Regions from separate parts of the Mus musculus genome. Here region 1 is linked to region 2. A link is a contact called in public promoter capture Hi-C data. All regions are on one chromosome and are shown on one strand. Each heading gives the region's core, a stretch centred on a gene start, on an enhancer-like site or on the middle of the called end of the contact. The rest is flanking DNA. Distances are from core to core; before and after follow the strand shown.

Evidence for each region. Capture Hi-C pulls out chosen DNA fragments and counts their contacts.
Region 1: a contact with region 2 is called in a promoter capture Hi-C map of liver. The contact joins two enhancer-like sites. A contact is called at or near these places in 1 of 39 promoter capture datasets (pre-B cells) and 3 of 9 other capture datasets (adipose tissue, liver and pancreatic islet).

The regions. Positions count from the first base shown.
Region 1 is chr14:30,733,301-30,738,407 of GRCm38.p6, forward strand. The region is part of intron 1 of Sfmbt1 (Scm-like with four mbt domains 1); the gene reads left to right. Among named protein-coding and RNA genes, the nearest start is that of Sfmbt1, 20 kb to the left of the region's middle. Within about 2 kb of position 1,556, at least 7 of the 459 cell types and tissues checked have an H3K27ac peak or open chromatin away from gene starts, as enhancers often do. A contact at or near this core is called in liver, where this site is marked.
Region 2 is chr14:30,561,328-30,566,568 of GRCm38.p6, forward strand. Tkt (transketolase) reads left to right here. Exons shown (of 14, transcript NM_009388.6): 5 at 4,161-4,352. Among named protein-coding and RNA genes, the nearest start is that of Mir3076, 8.2 kb to the right of the region's middle. Within about 2 kb of position 3,309, at least 130 of the 459 cell types and tissues checked have an H3K27ac peak or open chromatin away from gene starts, as enhancers often do. A contact at or near this core is called in liver, where this site is marked.

The sequences.
Region 1 (5,107 bases), core at 306-2,805, 170 kb after region 2:
CAGAGATCCAGGTGACTCTGCCTCCAGTGCTGGGACTAAAGGTGTGTGCCACCATGCCTGGCACAGGTAGTAGATTTTAATGAACATAGTACATGTAAACACTTCTACCAGAACACCCTACCAGATTATTAGAGTTGTTTTTGTTCTTCTTCAAAACAAAACAAATGAATAAACCAAAAACCAAAACTGTTCTAATCATTAATACCCGTGACACCACAGTTGCAAGTTTTATGTATTAACTCTTTTTCCCCATTCCACTTCAATAATCTTCTATAACTGCTGTAAAGGAAGAGTTTTCAGTAGTATCTGGATTTTCTTTTATATCACCAGTGGTTTGAAGGTAGCACTTAGAGGAATTCTCCATCAGCCAAGTCCCTGCTTGCTTTATAAGGCCAGAGCTTCATTTTTGGACTCCTTGAGGCTGTATCAATCACCTTTTCTCCTGGCACACACAGCAGTCTACATACTCCCCCCCACCCCCAGACAGGGTTTCTCTGTGTAGCCCTGGCTGTCCTGGAACTCACTTTGTAGAACAGACTGGCCTTGAACTCAGAAATCCGCCTGTCTCTGCCTCCTGAGTGCTGGGATTAAAGGCATGGGCCACCATGTACATACTCTTCTTATATTACAGTTCTAATTATTTGTCAACCCTCCCCTGGCTCTATGAGCTCAAGGTTAGAGACTTGGGTTGTTTTTTTTTTTTTTTTTTTTTTTTGGTTTTTTCAAGTCAGGGTTTCTCTGTGTAGCCCTGGCTGTCCTGGAACTCACTCTGTAGACCCGGCTGACCTTGAACTCAGAAATCCACCTGCTTCTGCCTCCCAAATGCTGGGATTAAAGTTTTGTTATTTCTCTTCAATACCATACACAGAATTTACCTCAAACAGATACTAGATAAATTACTAAAGATAAAAACTGAAGACACAGAAACGCTAGGCTGGGACAGCATTTGTAAAGTTATTTTTATTTAAAAATGTAAATTTCCTGTAAATGTGAAACAATTGTTTGCTCAGATCTCATTTTGTCATTCCCATACTCGGGAGCCTTCCGTGAGGATGAAAACCAATCTAAACTCCCATGTGGCCAGCACTGCCCTTGTGATTGCTTCCTTGCCCACTTCTGCCATTTTCGGTTGTCCCACACTCCTTCCGCATGGACCATTTGTGCCTCTCAAGTGCCTTGGACCTAGTGACCTTTGATGGCGAGCGAGGGTCAGCTCCATTGTCTTACTCAGTCCTGACTGTTATTACCTTCATGCTAGGTGCTCCTTTCCTGTCACGGTTTTATTTATGATGCTTATTCCTACATGACGTGCTCTTGTTTTTAGCTAGTTTTAGTTCATTGTAAGACTTTAAAACATACTTAATAAATACTAAAACTGATGCATATAAGAATACTTTACATACTGTTCCTTGTTGGAGAAATAGAAGTATGTTCTCTAATTCACTGTTGCTTGTATTTACTGTTGGGAAATCCATGTAGACAAGAGCTGTGTTTGTCTTTGTTGCTTTTCCTGGGGTGATAAAAGCAAACACCGGTTCTCCCCAGGTCAGACACCAAGGACAGTCTGAGTAACACTTCCACCAGAGTCCAGCTTGGTGAGCTCAGAGGGGTGAGGGGTTACGTACAGGACTGTAGGTAACGCCAAAGCAGCAGTATCGCTAGGTCTCATCCCATTATGGTGACTTCTTCATGGCTGCGTGTTTCAGGCACTGTATACTCTATGGCCTCCTGAGACTATCTGCAGCTTATACAAAGTCAACATACAGCTGGAATGGAGGTTTAGGCATAAGTGGCTGGAATCTCAGGTGAGGGTCTTTTGCAGTTAGCACAGCTGCTCTGGTGAAGATGGTAAAGGCTGTTGGGAAGACAGAATTCATCATGGCCTCCTAGTACTGAGAAGAATGTCTGGACATATATGCATGTTAAGTGGAGGTATGTGGACAACAAGCAATTTCGAGGCTTGTTTTGGTTTTAAAGGTGAGAAGCCAGTATCTTGCCATGTTTTGTTGCTTGCAGTTTTTTTTTTCTTCCTCTCTCCTTCCTTTCCTCTTTCTTTCAAGATAGTCTCACTCTGGGAGTGAACTCATTACAGCATGATACAGGGCTTATTTGATTAATGTTTTAGGTTAGCAAGGTTCCTTTCCCCAATGTCACTTCTAAAAATTACAGTAGTAAAAATTAAAAGCACTGGTTGCTCTTCCAGAGGACCCAGGCTCAATTCCCAGCACCCACATGGTGGCTTACAGCTGACTGTAACTCCAGTTCTAGGAGATCTGATACTCTATTCTGGTCTCTGCAGACACTGTGTATGCACATTGTGCACAGAGGTCTATGCAAGCAAAACACACATACACATAAAAAAATTAAAAATACTGCTGGGCGTGGTGGTGCATGCCTTTAATCCCAGCACTTGGGAGGCAGAGGCAGGCGGATTTCTGAGTTCAAGGCCTACCTGGTCTACAGAGTGAGTTCCAGGACAGCCAGGGCTATACAGAAAAACCCTGTCTTGAAAAAAACACAAATAAAAAAAAACCTTAAAAAGTCATAGTAATTTATAATGTCCATTTTCCCAAGAAAGCTGAGCCTCTTCAGATATTTGCAGTGTATTTTGCTCTCAGCAGAACCTTCAGGACTGAGCACCAGGCCGTTTGCTGTGTTTTGAGGGAGGAGGAGTTATGAAGAAGCACCTAGTTCTCAGGCTCAGCGTGGGAGTGGAGTGGAGGACGCTCACTTGCATTGCCCTGGGGTGACTGCTGAGAGCATGTCCCTTGCAGGATGGCAGCTTCAGAAACAAGTCTGTTGCTCCACTTGCCTTTCACCATTGTTAATAAATACCTGCTCTAGGCCTGCATCTGGGGAGAACCTGTGATCTCTTAGACAGGGAGACAGCTACTGGGGCACAAGAGGACCTTATAGGCATTAGGCTTTGTTGGTTATTGTTTTCCTTCCCCATCTTCCGTAAATAGGGAAAGGCATGCACGCATTTGTGTATGTATGTTGATCTTTAGTGTTTTACTGGATGGGATTGATTGGGGCAAATTTAGGAAAATTGGACTCCAGTAATTTTAGAATTTGTAGTTAGCTTACAAAGAAAATGTTACAGGAAACCATTTACTATTAAAGATAAGCATCTCATATTCGCATGAAATGTGACTGGTCTTTATTGTTTCTGCTATGCTGTGTACTCCAGGTTAGTTGACTGGTAAGCCTGAAGGTGATTCTTCTGGGTCTGCTTCCTGTTTTACCATAGGAGTGCTAGAATTACAAAGGAAAGTTAGTTTCCTCTAGTGGGATCACACTGGGTATATTAACCACATTTAGGGATAGGCCCCATGCCAGCAGTAGATAGCCCTGCACAAAACAGACAATGATGTTGTTAGATTTTTGTCACATATGACTTTGCTTGAGCATTTTTTCTTACTAGTCTTTTGCTTATATATCATGGCTTCCAATTTTGTGTTTTTATGGGTCTAGGGTGGGGTGTGTGTGTGTCTGCTTACATTTCTTTTTTTGTCTTTTTAAAATTTTGTTTTGTTTGCCTGTTTAAAGGGCATGGAGTTGGGTGGGTAGGAGGTGGAGAGGGTCTGGGAGCAGTTTGGGGAGGAGAATCCATGATCTGAATATATTATATAAATTTTTTTCAATTAAAAATCCAAAAATAAAATGCTTTTCTAAAAACTGTTTTTTTTTTTAGAGGGCTGGGGGAGGGTGCTGGGGCTATAGCTTATTGTTAGAGTTCTTGCCTACCATGTCTTTGATTCCTAGCACCATATAAATGGAGCACAATGGGTACACGTTTGTAATACCAGAATTTAAGAGATGGAGCCTGGAGGATCAGAAGTCCACAGTCATTTTTGGCTGCTTACTAGACCCTATAGGTCCCTTTCCCTGTGCCAGATCTTCTCATTCAAAGTGTTCTCATTCTTCTGTGGCCTTCTTTTTGACATTTATTTTGTTGTTCTAGCAACTTTTGTTTTAACTCATGAAGGTAGACAAAAGAATGTTAGAGCACTGGACTTAAGACAACTATACCCAAAATCCAAGTATTACAAAATTTCTAGAAATGTTCTGTGCAAAAGAAACGTGGATATTAGCAGTATATTGGTTACTTTTCCAGTTGTCACCAAATACCCTGATAAAAACAGTGTAAGGGACAAAGTGGTTTATTTTGGCTCATGGGTTAATAGGTTTGTTCAGTCTCGGTGGGACGGTCTTGGCATCAGGAGGTTGAAGGACCTGGTCACATTGGCACTTACAGTGTGAAGCAGACTGATGCACATTGGTGCTCAGCTCTCCTTTTATACAGCCCAGAACCCCTGGGAATGAATGGTGAGACCCATAGTGGGTTGGTTATCTCACTTGAATTAACCTAATCAACCTAATCTCTCACAGGTATGCAGAAGCTTTTCAGTTGATTGAGGATTCATCAAGTTGACAATTGAGATTAGCTACCATAAGCAGCTGTTTAGGGTTAATCTAGTTTTTTTGTACTTTGAAAGACTTATGAACAGGGCAACCTGGCAAGTTGTGCCGTACAATGTTTACACAGCAGGTGTGTGTGTGTGTGTGTGTGTGTGTGTACATAAATTGGGGACATCTTGCTGGGTGTGGTGGCTCACGCCTTTAATCCCAGCACTTGGGAGGCAGAGGCAGGCATATTTCTGAGTTCGAGGCCAGCCTGGTCTACAGAGTGAGTTCCAGGACAGCCACAGCTACAGAGAAGCCCTGTCTCAAAAAACAACAAACAAAAAAAATTGGGGACATCTCTTGATAGTATTTCAAGAGGACTGAGAGCCAATCAGATTGCTTCCAGATGCTACCTAAGGAATTTACAGGGCCTCTTTGATGGCCTCTCCAATTCTTCTACCAGCTATACTGGGCATATTAGGACTAGACATTAGTGAGTTAGGTATCTCTATCTAATATAGAAATGCACATGCCGAATGTTAAGTAGCTGCGGTGTGAAGAAGGTTCTAGGAGGTGTAAGGAATGCACAGTTGATTAAGTTCTGTGCCCTTGAGAAGTGATGTGAAAGAGCTTGTGGTGACAGAGATATAGGCTACCATCTTTGTAGAGTTGTTTTAAGAAACAAGTTATTGTGGGATTA
Region 2 (5,241 bases), core at 2,059-4,558:
GGCTGAGTGCTAATTTTCAGCTCGATAATTTTCATCCCTGTGAATGGGAGAGGCGTGAGGATGAAGTAACTAGGGAGAATTCTCACCTAGATCCTCCGGTCTTGCTCGGAGTGTCCAGAAGGCACACCCATAGTCCCCAGGTACCCTGTGGGCAAAGAGCTTCCGAGGAAAACTGGAGGGGACTGGCCCATAGCCAGGGACATCCCACTTCCCTGAAGGCCAACGCCACAGAAGAGTGGCCACAGCCAGGTCCCTCTGAGGACAGGCAGCTGCACGAAGCTTGACTGCTCTCCCTACACACTGGAGAGTACCTACTGTTCGCAGGAAGTTCTTTGCGGGGACAGGGGGGGCTTCAAAGTTAGTCTCTGGGAGAGCCCCAATCCTTCCAGTACCCAGCCTCCAGTCCAGGGTCACTGGGATGACAGCTATTGAGCTTTAGGGCTGGCGTAGCCGCACCCAGAAGTGATTCACTCTGAGGTGATGTGTCTCAGAGAATGAGGTGCATGTTTAAGAACATTTTATCTGGCCTAGAACCATAGATGTGAGTTAATTATTCCCTACAGTTGCTTGAAATAATTCCCCGTGAAGGATCATTTTCTGACCTCAACATAATAGAACAAGCCAGTGTAGAGAGAAGGGCTTTAGTTCCCAGAGGCTGTGTTGGCGTAGAGCCAGGCTTGGCTGAGACCTGGGCCCTCAGACAGTACCCAGAGGGTGGGGGGGACTCAGATCGCTTAGGGCACCAAGAGATTATCAGGCCCAGCCAGGCACCCAGCGGTAGCACCCCGATAGAGCTGCGTGGGCTACTGCCGTGGTATCCCTGTAAGGTCTTTTAAAAGTTTTGTTTTTAAGATCATTTATTCATCAATGATAATTTTTTTAAAAAAATTTCTCAGTGTTTTCAAATTCCTAGTATGTTACTCTTTGAAATTCAAGGACAATAAAACATTGTTCCAGGGTTTTCAAAACTACAATACTTTACACACACGTCTAATAGTCTTTGTGACCTATCATTTGCATAGCTAAAATTCTTATTTACAAGGATAAAATACTCTAAGTTTAGTAGCACTTCCAAAAAGACCTGCATCCTAGAGAGCTGTTCAATGAAAAACATAATTTAAAATTCAGATCTCCCAGAAGACAACAGCCCCTCATGGAATGACATGTTGATATTGCCAGTTCAGCACTGAGCAGTCATGAGAGAGAGAGAGAGAGAGAGAGAGGGAGAGAGAGAGAGAGAGAGAGAGAGAGCATGCATATACCTTAGCTCTTCATTTTATTATTTATCTATATTTTGCTAAGTTGCTGTGGCTAACCTTGAATTTCTGATCATCCTGCTTCAGTTTCTTTTCTTAACCCCTTGCCCTAATTTAAATCTAATAATATATTTCTTGCCCTCAAAGTCTTCATAAAAAGGCTTACAAATTTGTAATCCTAATATAAGTTCACATCTTGCTTTTTTTTTTTTTTTTTTTTTTTTTTAAAGATTTATTTATTTATTATATGTAAGTACACTGTAGCTGTCTTCAGATACACCAGAAGAGGGAGTCAGATCTCGTTATGGATGGTTGTGAGCCACCATGTGGTTGCTGGGATTTGAACTCTGGACCTTCGGAAGAGCAGTCGGGTGCTCTAACCCACTGAGCCATCTCACCAGCCCATTTTTTTTTATTTTTTTTGATTTTTCGAGACAGGGTTTCTCTGTATAGCCCTGGCTGTCCTGGAACTCACTTTGTAGACCAGGCTGGCCTCGAACTCAGAGATCCACCTGCCTCTGCCTCCCGAGTGCTGGGATTAAAGGCGTGCGCCACCACGCCCGGCTCTCACATCTTGCTTTTTAACACAGTCTCCCTCCCCTCCCCGGCCCCATTTGCGCATAGCATCCATGGCGAGGTGTGGAAGCCAGAGGTTTACTGGAGAATAATAAGGCATCAGGTGCCATTACCTGCTGAGCCCTAAAACATCTAAACAGTCTTTCATGGGCATTTTCTCAGTGTTTAATGAGCAAAGGAAGTTTTTTGTTTTTTGTTTTTTGTTTTCCTTTGGTTTTTCGAGACAGGGTTTCTCTGTATAGCCCTGGCTGTCCTGGAATTCACTTTGTAGACCAGGCTGCCCTCGAACTCAGAAATCTGGCTGCCTCTGCCTCCCGAGTGCTGGGATTACAGGCGTGCGCCACCATGCCCAGTGAGCCAGGGCTGTTTTAGTGGCTGTATAATGTCCTGTAGACATACTATATTTCGTTTAGCCGTGCCTTCTATGCGAAGTGGTTTCCAGATAGCTCTACTGTGTGAACACTGGCTTTATCTTTATCCGAGCTCATGAATTCATCTTTGCAGCTCCTGACCCTTATTTATTTTTTAGTTTCTCCTCTAATCTAGTAGAGCTTTTATTTCTGCTATCTAAAGAGTAGAGTAGATGGAATTTATCACAATTAACATTAAGCCTGCCTGCTGCCTTTAATCCCTCCATTCAGGCTGCAGAGCAGAGTCAAGGCTACATAGTGAGACTCTGTCTTCACAACAAAAAAAGGAATCACACACATTAGGCAGGCACCTCAACCTGAAACTGTTGTTGGTTTTGGACTGGCCTAAGTTTTTAAGCACATCTTATATCTTTGATTTTTTGGGGGAGGGGGCGCAGGGAAGCTAAGGCCTTGATTATAGTAAGCTAGCAACTCTTCTACTGACTTGTTCCCCAAGCCCCAACATCTTTGAATTTTTTGAACCCTGAGCAAGTCTAGTATTAAGAATTCTGTCATTGGCTGGGTATCTCTAGAGAGCGATACTGATACCTGTATTCAAATGGACAGGACAGGCATCTCCAGCTAGGGTTTCTCTAGACCCCCACATCTATTCAGACTAGCATCTCAGGACCTTAGGGTCCCCCCCTCACGTTAGTCTTCTGACCCTCTGGGGCCAGCCTTGTCCCTAATCTTGACATACAAGACTATGCTGTAACCCCGCTTGGTGCCTGTCTGACTTTCCGGATATGTGTTGAGCATGTGACACAACCATTCATATATCCCCCCCCCCCCAAGAAGCTCTTTGTGGAGGTCAGGATCCCTACATGGCTGCCTCTTTGGCTTCTATCATGGGGAGCTGCTGTGTCAGGCCAGAGCTCCCTTGGGGTTTTGGGGCCCCTGGTAACCTGCAGGGAGAGAAAAGGCAACTTGGGAAAACCAAGTTATAGTCCCTCCTAGCCAGGGTAACCAGTGATCCCATCTAACAAACACCTTACAAGAGAAGCCCCAAGCAGGAAGCATGAAGGGAGTTCTGGCTGCGGAAGTGCTGAGTCATGCTGACAGCTCTGACTGCCTGGCCCTGGGCCTGCAGTCACTTTGAGGGCCTTTCTCAGGAACAGCTAGGGAGTATCTATGTCCTCTGTGAGCCTGGCCAGCCGGAGCCACATGGTTGGACACCAGGCAAGATGTAGGGGTACCCCACCCCCATCCTATCACCCCTCCTGCATGTATTTTAATATAGCAAGGAGATGCCAGTCCAGGATGCAGTAACCTTCAGACAAGTCCTTTGACTGTGGAATGTTTTCTTGGTCTCTGGATTTGGAGAATTCATCTCAAGAATGTCACTGAGTTCAGGGCCCTGCACCAGCTATGGCGCTGCTACCTCACCTCCAGACCCTCACCTCTTCTGGGACTCTCAGAACCAGTCCCCTGGCTCTAGCCCCACCCTTCCATGACAAAACTTGTGTTCTCTGAGTGCCGTGTCCTGATTTCATGCTCGTACCTCGCCGCTATGCTTTGAGAAGACCACACTTGCCTGTATTGAGAGGAAGCCCCACGGGAGAAAGGCCTAGGACAAAGTCCTGGGCTTCAAAGGAGCCTGCCTCTGAGACACCTAGTTCCTATGCCAAGCAATTGTGCCTGTTCTTCCCCTAGGTGGACTGAGCCTGGCTCCCAAGTTCCCCTCCTGCTAGAGGACTTGCCTCTCAAGTCCTTCCGACCATGTCTCCTTAGTTTCCTCTTGTCCCCGTCATCTCTTGTGGGCCAGCCATTAGGATCCTAGTGATACTGATGACCCTTCCAGATCCCTGTTGCCCGCTCTCCATAGGCTGCCTGATAGGTTTTCTGGGAAGGGTGGTATTGAGAGCTTCACACTCCCAGGGGAGAGGGACCAGCCCTACAACCTGCCTTTTGTTCACAGCTACCGAGTCTATTGCATGCTGGGAGACGGGGAGGTCTCCGAGGGCTCCGTCTGGGAGGCCATGGCCTTTGCTGGAATTTACAAGCTGGACAACCTCGTTGCCATTTTTGACATCAACCGCCTGGGCCAGAGCGACCCAGCCCCGCTGCAGCACCAGGTGGACATCTACCAGAAGCGCTGTGAGGCCTTTGGGTACGTACGGATGGCCTGAGAGGGGCTCCTTTAAAGCAAGGGCTCTTTTACATGGTTGTACAGCCTACCACCTAGACACAGTTGTATACAGGCTCCGTAAGTTGACCGTGAGGATGGGACAGGAAACCCATGTGTTTGGGGACCCAAGCCAGCCTGGGGGTTAGGGACAGGCTTCCTCCCCTAGAGACCTGATGTCAGGGCTTTCCTACCTGAGATTTCATTGCAGTGAATTCCAAACCAAGTGCTGCAAAGCAGGGAAGCATGCGCCAGCCTGAAGGCTCCTCACCTCAGCATGGCTCCTCAGCCCCAAAGACGAGATACTCTGGATGGAGCTGGTGGCTCTGAGGGGCCACACTGCCTGAGGGGGATTTAAAGGACAGGGTTTGAGGACTTGGGTGAGCATCATGGCTGCCCTTTGTAATGAATCTTGTTGTGACTGTTGGGGGGTACAGCCATCAAGGTATCTTGACCTTACGAAGGGAAGAGGTGGGGGTTAGGAATATTCTTTCGGTTGTGTAGATAAGGAAATGACTACAACAAGCCTGCAGGGTCTTTTCAAGATCATATGTGGCTGGAAACTTGAGTATAATCCTCTAGGGCCTATGTAAACTTGACCCATGACCTTGGACAAATTATAGTTTCTGTGTGTGTTTCTGAGGATGGGACTGGGGCCTCATGTGTTTGGCAAGTGCTACTACCACTGAGCTACATACATACAATCTTCATTAATATGCCCAAAGGTGATGGCGAGGGCCTAGCTCAATGGTAAAGTTCTTTCCTAGCATGTCCAAGTCCTTGGCTTCGCTCCCCAGCTAGGTGCACAGAGTTGTCCCAGTTCCTTGACATGTGGTGGATAACGTGATTGAGTGTAGAAGAGTTGGCAGCATCT